Linked DNA regions of Mus musculus: regions 1 and 3 are each linked to region 2. A link is a contact called in public promoter capture Hi-C data. All regions are on one chromosome and are shown on one strand. Each heading gives the region's core, a stretch centred on a gene start, on an enhancer-like site or on the middle of the called end of the contact. The rest is flanking DNA. Distances are from core to core; before and after follow the strand shown. Region 1 has its middle 12 kb from the start of Shoc1. Region 2 holds the start of Ptbp3 (polypyrimidine tract binding protein 3). Region 3 overlaps Snx30 (sorting nexin family member 30).

Region 1 (2,700 bases), core at 97-2,596, 400 kb before region 2:
ACCTATAAAATGAAACTTATAAAATTATATGAACTAAATGCAAAAGGATTCATACTATATGATTCTAGTAGTATGACATATTTAAAATAATCAAATTTATAAAGGCAGAAAATTCACAGTGGTTACCAGGAGCTGTAGGGGAAGGTATTGGAAAAAATCGAGAGATATTGTTTAATAGGTAATATATGGGAATTTCAGTTTGGGATGATCATATAAATATGATTACTGTTATGAATTATATAGCAATGATATACTTATGTATGGTTTAAAGGGAAGTTTTTGCTTAATTTTATGGTAATTTTTAAGAATCTAGTTTTTAAAAGTTCTGTGTCCACCAAAAAGTAGACAAAAATAAGGCTGGGGAGATAGTTGGTTAAAAAAATTATAAAATATAGATTTCTCCATGAAAGCATTCAGAATAGTTGGGGCTTGTTTTGCTTTGTTTTGTTCTTGTTTTTATTGAGGCAGGTTCTCTGTATGTAGCCTTAGCTGTTGTGAAGCTCATTATGTAGATCAAGGTGGCCTCAGACTTAGGGAATCCACCTGCCTCAGCCTCCCAAATGCTGTGCTTAGCGATGTGCATCACCATGCCCAGCGCCATTCCATATATTGTGGAAGTTACTAGTCTATGAGCAGTTCATCTGGTTCTGTCTAAGCCACCTCATAAAGATGAAAATGATGTTAGTCCATATGATAGCTTCAAAATATGTAAAACTCCTATCACCCAAGCCCTTCCCATTGGAAGCTTTGTCGGTCACCTGGTCTAGGGAATGCCCTCTTCATAATGCCAGGTAACTCTGACTGCCACATTATTTCGTGTAGGAGTCAAAGTTAGGCTTTAAAGATCAGTTTATAAGTTTGAAGTCAGGTGATAATAAAACAACTGAGATCAACCTAGAAACTTCCCTCTCATGATGTAAGACTGCCTAGCTCCCTTGTCTCTGTCCTTTAAGTGCTGAGCAGGCAATTAGCCCATGCCTCGTTTAAAAACAAGGGAGACAAAAGTAGAAATAGTTTTTACACCCCATTGTCCTACAGGAAAGGTATCTCAGCAGTCCTGCCCCAAGCGAAGCACATTGGTTCTGTCTGGGACAGATATTCTGAACCTGAGCTCCATAATGGCCTCAATCATTTGACCATGGCTCAAGGGAATGCAAAATTCAGGAACAGCTAATTAAATCTACACTAGAAACAAACGAGCGATATTCAGATGTTTCTTATTCTACCGAAAATGAACTTATCTTCTCCTGCAGATTTTATGCAAAATCTTGACCACTTCCTGTAGGGAAGTATGTTTCCCTTCAGTGTCCCGTTCTGCTGTATATACTGATGACTTTTGAACCAGACATAAAGCTTGGTAACCCCCTCCCGCAAGGCCTAAAATATTAACTCTTTCTGATCCTAAATGCCTCTAGGATATCTTCCAGAATATGTCTTTCAATATAAAGTCTGAAAACTTGGAGATTTTGAGGAAAAGGCAAATGGTTTTCCAAACTGTTAGAAGTCCTGGAATCTATATTAAGAAATACTTAGGAAAGTCACAACCCACCTGTGAGACAGACTTCAAATGAGGATGGCAGATGGGACAATTTCACCATGACAGACCATTGCTGTCCCTACACCTCTATTCATGGAAAGGTTAATGACCTAAAAGCCTCAGGCAAGCTGAGAAACTCCAAACAGAGAAGTTGACACAGTAGGCAGTTAGAAGCTGGCAACCTTCTGACAGGAAAGTCAACATGTCAGAACCTCCATGGTGTTTACCTGAGGTATTGGGAGAAGATCTGCATATGGTGTTTTACACCCCCAAAGTTCCATTTTCTGCCATTTAACACCCCCCCAAAACAGGCACACCCTTGCCATGCTGTTTCCTCTCCCAAGGAAAGATTGCTGCCCTTCGTTGTTCTAAAAGGGACAATCTGCTTCTCTTGAGCTTGATTTCCTCTTTTAGTCTCACAATCCTCATCAACCGTTTAAATATTTATAAATATTAAATATCATTTATATATAGTACAAATGGAGAACACCAAAAGATATAATAACACTCAAACACCAGATACATAAAATCTAATAAAGGAATGGGAACACAGACCAGTGACAAGCACTGGAGCTGGAAGTTTGGTTTTGAGAGAGGTTGTAAATGTTATGTGTGAGATAGACAAACACACACCCTTGAGCTCTGTGAAGAATGATGGAAGTGTGCTCCTAACTGCTGCTTGGGATCAAAAGTTCTAATGAGCTGTAGGCATAAAGTGCAGTGGGTCCAGGCCCAGGTTATAGCCTTCCAACCAGGAAATGAGCCAGCACACCATATGCTGGCTGTAACTAGACCTTCCCTATTCGTGGTTTGGTTTGGTTTTGGTTTTGGTCTTTTTGAGACATGGTTTCTCTGTGTAGCTCTGGATACCCTGGCACTTGCTCTATAGACCAGGCTGGCCTTGAACTCACAAGAAATCTGCCTGTTTCTGCCTTAAGAGTACTGGGATTAAAGGTGTGCCCCACCACTGCCCAGCAAGTTTCCCTGTCTTTAATGTCATCTGCACCCTACTTCTGTGAGATGGAGTTCTGAAGAAGGGCCTGAGGGTGCATAGTGAATAAATAAAACAGCAAATAGGGAAGGAAGAGTGAGGAGGGCCAGATAGTGTAATAAGTTCCCACTTAAATTCCAAACCATGAACTTACCGTGAATGAATAGAGGTG
Region 2 (2,700 bases), core at 201-2,700:
CGCTCGCAAAGTAGCTCCCATTAAATAAAAATACTTTAAAGAGCATCACAACCATAAATCAAAATCTAAAATTGCACTTTGATATCTGCAGCAGTGTGCAATCTGCATTCAAATGAGATAAACCATATATCACAATATTGTGAAATTAAGATAAACGAAACCTAACGAGGGCAAAAATTGTAAAATTCTAGTGTCCTCACTTAAACACGTATGATCAACTACGCGGCAAGTTACTAAATGTATTTTACTTTTCAAACAAGTTATATGCTCCACCATTCCGCAGTTTATAGAATCCTTGTCAACAAAAGTCGGCGGGGGAGGGGGTTAAGGAACAACTCAAACGGCAAAGGTTTAAATAAATAAAAGGTGGAATTTCTAATTGACTTGGAGTTGTTGGTGGTTTTTTTTAATCTTGACTATATGACCCTCAATTCACGCTTTTTATTAAAATACATCAGGTCCTGCCCCATGTTCCAGAGTTCCCAGAGAAATTACGAGCTCGGAAAAGGTGACTGTAAATCTTTTTTTTTTTTTCTTTTTTCTTTTTTTTTTCCCCCTTTTAGTCACAGACCCCATTTAAACCGAGCAGTTGAAAGCGCCCGGAAATCTACACTTACACAATATCTGACATCGCCCGAGGCGAATTCACGAAGTTTCTTGGGGGTGGGGAACGAAGAGGAAGCGTCCCTGGTGATAAAGTGCAGACGCTCGGTATTTAGAAGTGGTTAACGTATCTCACAGCCCAAATCGGGAGACCCCGCCGGTTCCGAGACCCGCACGGGCCCGCAGTTCGAGACCCGGTCGCCGCCCAGACGGCTGTCGCCGCTCGCCCGGGCCCGCCGCCGGGGGAAAGCTCCGCCGCGCGCCCCACCCCACCGGTAAACAGCAACTCCCCGAGCGCCGCGGCCGCCTCAGCCTCCGCCCCCGCCAGCGCCGCGCACCATTTTCTGAGAGGAAGTGTGGGGAGTCCGGCCCGGCACCCCGGCCCTGGCTCGTCTCTGCTTCCCGAAGGCGCCCCGAGGCTGCGAGGGGCGGACGTGACGGGGGCGCCGCGCGCAGGAAGCGGAGACCGCGGCGGACAGACCCCCGCGCTCCCAAGGTCCCTGCCGTCGGGCTTAGCCCCGGGCCGCTCCTCCGCTAGCCGGCGTCGCGCCCTGCTCCCCGGCCTCGGCGGGACGCGTCGCCGAGAGGAAACGAGGCCAGCGCAGCCCCGGAACGGCCACCCGGCACTTACCCATCCATGGCCCAGATGGAGGAGCGCGTTGTGCGGGGATTGACGGGCTCACCGCGGGCGGAGAAAGCGGGCGGCGGCTCCGGGAAACCAGCGAGCGGAGCCGCTCCGCAGCTCCGGCCGGTCAGAGGTGGAAGGAAGAGTGGGAAACAGGGGCGGGGACCGGGCACGCTCTCGCCAGCGCCGCGCCCCCGCCCTCCCGGCCCGCGAGCGCGTTCCCGCCTCGCCTGGCCCCGCCCCCTCGGCGTCGACGCCCTCCCGGGGCTCGGCTGGACTCCAGGGCGCCCTCTTCCCGCCTTCGCCTCTTTGCCCCGCCCCGACACCACCACCCCCGCCCATGCCTCCGCGCGCGTGCGCGCCCCCCGCCCAGCGTCGCGCCTGCGTTCGCGGGAACGCGCGCCTTGTGCTTCCCGCTTCGCGACTCGCCCTCCTACAAGCCCGCGGGCCTTCCGGCTCCCGGGACTCAGGCTTAGGGCCCTGAACGGTGCTGGCTAGAAAAGCCTGGGGACCCCAGGGAACTTTTGAAGCAGAGCAGAGTTACTACTGGCGGGCGACACTGCTGGCAGCACGGCAGGGGACCCGCGCGACGTCCACGGGGCAGGGGTGGACAGTGGTCTTTCCGGACCTGAGAGCAGCGACGGTAGCCTGTCCGCCAGACCCTGACCTCCGAGACCTGCACTGGACGGATAGGTGTGGTTGGGAAAGAAATGAAGTAGATGAGACTGCCCAGGACTGAAGTCCATCTTCACTTTCACACGGTTTTAATCTGAGTGCTTTTCTACCCAACAATCAAATACTAAAAGAAACTTTCATTGCATAGCTATTTAATGGCCATTACAATGCCAGTATTTTATAAGTTTATTTATTCATCCTTCCGCGGGGCGGGGCTGGGGGAGCCTGATTGGAAAGGATTAATGTTTTCCCAGGTACGCGAGAGATCTCCGAAATTTCACAGCCAGAAAATGTTTTGTTTGCACCAAAACCCTTTCCTCTAGTATGAGCAAAACCAAGTTACACGTAAAACGTAAAACAGCTATTTAGTACATATAATGTGTATAACTAGTGAGAACACACGTTCCCCCTCTTTCAAAGCACATCTACTTCTGAACGAACGGAATGCTTTTTCAATTCACAGATCATTGAAATTTGAGCCATTTAAGCCATGTCTTCAAAGTCTGCCCACACCATTTCAAAGGAAGTAACAACTTCAATCTCTTTCCTGATTACCTACTTTAAAATAAGTAGACACTTCTTTAAAAAAAAAAAAAAAAAAAAGTATAACCAGCTTGCAATTCAGGAAGGTCATTTTTAAAGAAATTTCAGTTCCCCTTTTCAAGAAGATGTCAAAAAACATTTTGTATGTTAAATCTAAACATTAAGTTTAGAAACATTTCCACCCTACATTGCCACATGGGATTTTAAAATAGCAACTTGGTATATAGGCACATAACTGTGCCTATAATTCCTAC
Region 3 (2,700 bases), core at 101-2,600, 270 kb after region 2:
GATTAGAAGTTAAAGGCAGCCTCAGATATATAGTTTGAGGCCAGCCTGGGTTACATGATACCTTGTCACAGATAAGCAATAATACATAAATAGAGGCGGGTAGAGATGTTGGAGCTGCAGCTCAGGGCCCAGCAGCTCATGGTAGGCCCTAGGTTTTCTCCCTGGTACCACAAAGGGGGACACAAATGAAAGGAGGGGAGGGACATGAGGTTGAGAAGCAGCATCCGTCACTGCTAACTCAGATGGAAGGCAGGAGAGTAGGGCAGACCACGTGGTGGGTGTCTGTGGAGTCAGTGGAGGTCAGCAAAGCCACCACAGGACACAGGAAGGTGGTGACACCTACGAGACACCATGTGTTTCTGCTGGGCCTGCCCTCCTCGATGAGGCCTGGGTCACAAAGCCCAATTTTCTCTTTTCTGTCTCCTTTCAGACGCTGGCCAGAAGCTAAGTATGCTTTTGCGATACCTTGGGCGTCTTAGTTTCCCTCGGGCACCCTCCCCACCGTGTGTCAGACCTCCAGGCTGAGTAAATGGAGTGGCTTTTTTCTTTTTTTTTTTTCTCTGCTCCTTTCTCCTCCTCCTCTCAACAGCTCCGCTGAGTCTCACAGCTTGTCTGTTCGGGAGGTTTTTCTTTTAAAATTGTAATACAATTGTGTGGAGCTTAAAAAAAAAAAAGGAAACGAAGCAAATAGTATGGAGATTTCTAAAGAATTAAAAGATGGAGTTAGCTGGTGACTCAGAGAGCCCTCCTCTTCCGACACATTCCATGCAAAGCAAAGGCAACCACCTCCTCCTAGAATGCCTGGACTCCGGCTACAGAGATGGCTCAGCAGTTAGGAGTTTGCTGCTCTTGCAGAAGACCCAGGGTTGGTTCCGAGCACCCACACGGCGGCTCACAACTGTCTGTAATTTCAGTTCCAGGAATCTGACACCCTCTTTTGGCCTTCAAGTGCACAGTTTGCACTTGAGGCATGTTCGTTCGTGCAGAGAAACACTTGGAGACTGAGTTAGTCTCAGTCTGGTCTACATAGTGAATTCCAGGCCAGCCGGGGCTATAAAGTGAAACCTGTCTAAAAATCAAGAACATTTCAGAAGTGAAACAGGTACTGCTCAACTCTACAGGGAGAGTGTGTGACTGAGCAGTCTTTCTGAGCATAGCTGGACCTTTGTCTCATACTGGCGGCCTCTACAAGGGAAGGGGTGAAGCTATCATTAGCCACTGGCTGAAGGCTGTTTGGGTGGTGAGTTTAGGCATTAATTAACAGTATTTTTCAAACTGCCTAGAGGGGAGACAGAGCAGGTTGAGCTGGGGAAACAGCCAGGCTGAGAAACGCAGGTGCTGGGTTGGTAGTTAGACCAGAGGGTGCCAAAGTGGTCAGCACGTGGGTGTGCTGTCGGGTACTGGCAGCACCTGCTATCCTTACCGTGAAGTTTATGCACAGGGAGTAACTAAGAGGATGTGCCTCTGCCAAAGGAGCGAGTTTTTGACTCAGGATGAAGTAGGTGATTTCCTAACGGACAGAAATAAGAAACTCAGCCCCCCACCCCCACCCCCAGAGCCCAAAATGTAAATGTGCAGGCACTAAGTGTCAATTGGTGAAGTGCCATGGAGAGGCCAGTGGGTGATGCGGCAGACCATTGGAGGAAGCTGTTGGGAGGCCAGCCAAGTGCTAAGGAACAGGAGGAGCGGGGCTGGTTTGTGGTTTTTAAGTCCTGTTGATCAAGCCCCTAGAGCTGGGAGCAGATGGTTGGTGGTGGAGGTGGGGGTGAGTGTGTGTGTGTGTGGTGCAGTTCCACGGGGCTCCTCTCACTGGACTCTGAGTGTGCCTTTTATTTGCTAATAATAGGAGTACAGCTCCTGTTAAGTCAAGCAGAAGGGGAGGGGGTGGGTGAGCCTCTTGACAGTCACAGCTGGAACCTCTGAATGCCACTGACGACGGGTCTCACCATCTCAGACGTGGGAACGTGGCAGCCTTTGCACCCCACACGTTTTACAGCCAGAGTGAATTGGGACCTGCCAACGCTGCCTGGCTTGGGTCATGTGCGGCAAGTGGGCCCTGAGAGTGAGAGGGACACTGATTGGCTTAACTTGGGTCAATCGTCTGCGGCTGCGGAGGAGTTTAATAGCTGGGTCTAGAAGTTGGATGGATTGTAAAGGATCACAGTGAGGGCATCTGCCAGCAGCGTGGGTGACTAGTGGGATGCTGATGGCAGAATTTGATGAGACATATAGGTCAGAAATAAAAGTATAGGCTTTCTAAGGCACATGATTTTTAAGGAACTATATATTCTCATGCTATAGAATTCAGCTGTGTGTGTGTGTGTGTGTGTGTGTATGTATGTGTGTGTCTATGTATGTATGTATGTATTGAGACAGGATCTCACTATGTAGACCAGGTTATCCTCAAATTCCCGTGAGTACTGAAATTAAAGGCTTACACCATCATGCCCAACATTTTTAAAAAAGATTTACTTATATTTAAATGTATATGATTGTGTCTGTGTTGGGGTATGAGCACGTTCATGCATGTGCCCATGAAGACCAGAAGAGGGCACTGAGTGCCCTGGAGCTGGAGTTACCGTGGTTGTGAGACATCAACAGTGCTGAACCCAGGTCTTCTGAAAGACCTGGATGTGCTCTTAGCCGCAGAGCCGTCTCTCCAGGTCTATGATTTACTTGTTTTTAGGTAGAGTTTTGCAT

Evidence for each region. Promoter capture Hi-C pulls out the DNA fragments that hold promoters and counts their contacts.
Region 1: a promoter capture Hi-C map of the HPC-7 cell line shows a contact between it and region 2, with 4 times the contacts expected there. The contact joins the enhancer-like site here to the promoter of Ptbp3 in region 2. A contact is called at or near these places in 13 of 39 promoter capture datasets (the C10 cell line, the HPC-7 cell line, cranial neural crest and 7 more), 2 of 115 datasets of contacts at active chromatin or transcription factors (the SCID.adh cell line and memory CD8 T cells) and 1 of 9 other capture datasets (liver).
Region 3: a promoter capture Hi-C map of pre-B cells shows a contact between it and region 2, with 2.0 times the contacts expected there. The contact joins the enhancer-like site here to the promoter of Ptbp3 in region 2. A contact is called at or near these places in 2 of 39 promoter capture datasets (the C10 cell line and pre-B cells) and 1 of 9 other capture datasets (adipose tissue).

Annotation. Positions count from the first base shown.
Region 1 is chr4:59,149,830-59,152,529 of GRCm38.p6, forward strand. No RefSeq gene overlaps it. Among named protein-coding and RNA genes, the nearest start is that of Shoc1, 12 kb to the left of the region's middle. Within about 2 kb of position 1,347, at least 21 of the 459 cell types and tissues checked have an H3K27ac peak or open chromatin away from gene starts, as enhancers often do. A contact at or near this core is called in the HPC-7 cell line, where this site is marked.
Region 2 is chr4:59,547,914-59,550,613 of GRCm38.p6, forward strand. It overlaps Ptbp3 (polypyrimidine tract binding protein 3), which reads right to left and starts at 1,451. Exons shown (of 14, transcript NM_178164.3): 1 at 1,235-1,451.
Region 3 is chr4:59,817,916-59,820,615 of GRCm38.p6, forward strand. The region is part of intron 1 of Snx30 (sorting nexin family member 30); the gene reads left to right. Among named protein-coding and RNA genes, the nearest start is that of Snx30, 14 kb to the left of the region's middle. Within about 2 kb of position 1,351, at least 109 of the 459 cell types and tissues checked have an H3K27ac peak or open chromatin away from gene starts, as enhancers often do. A contact at or near this core is called in pre-B cells, where this site is marked.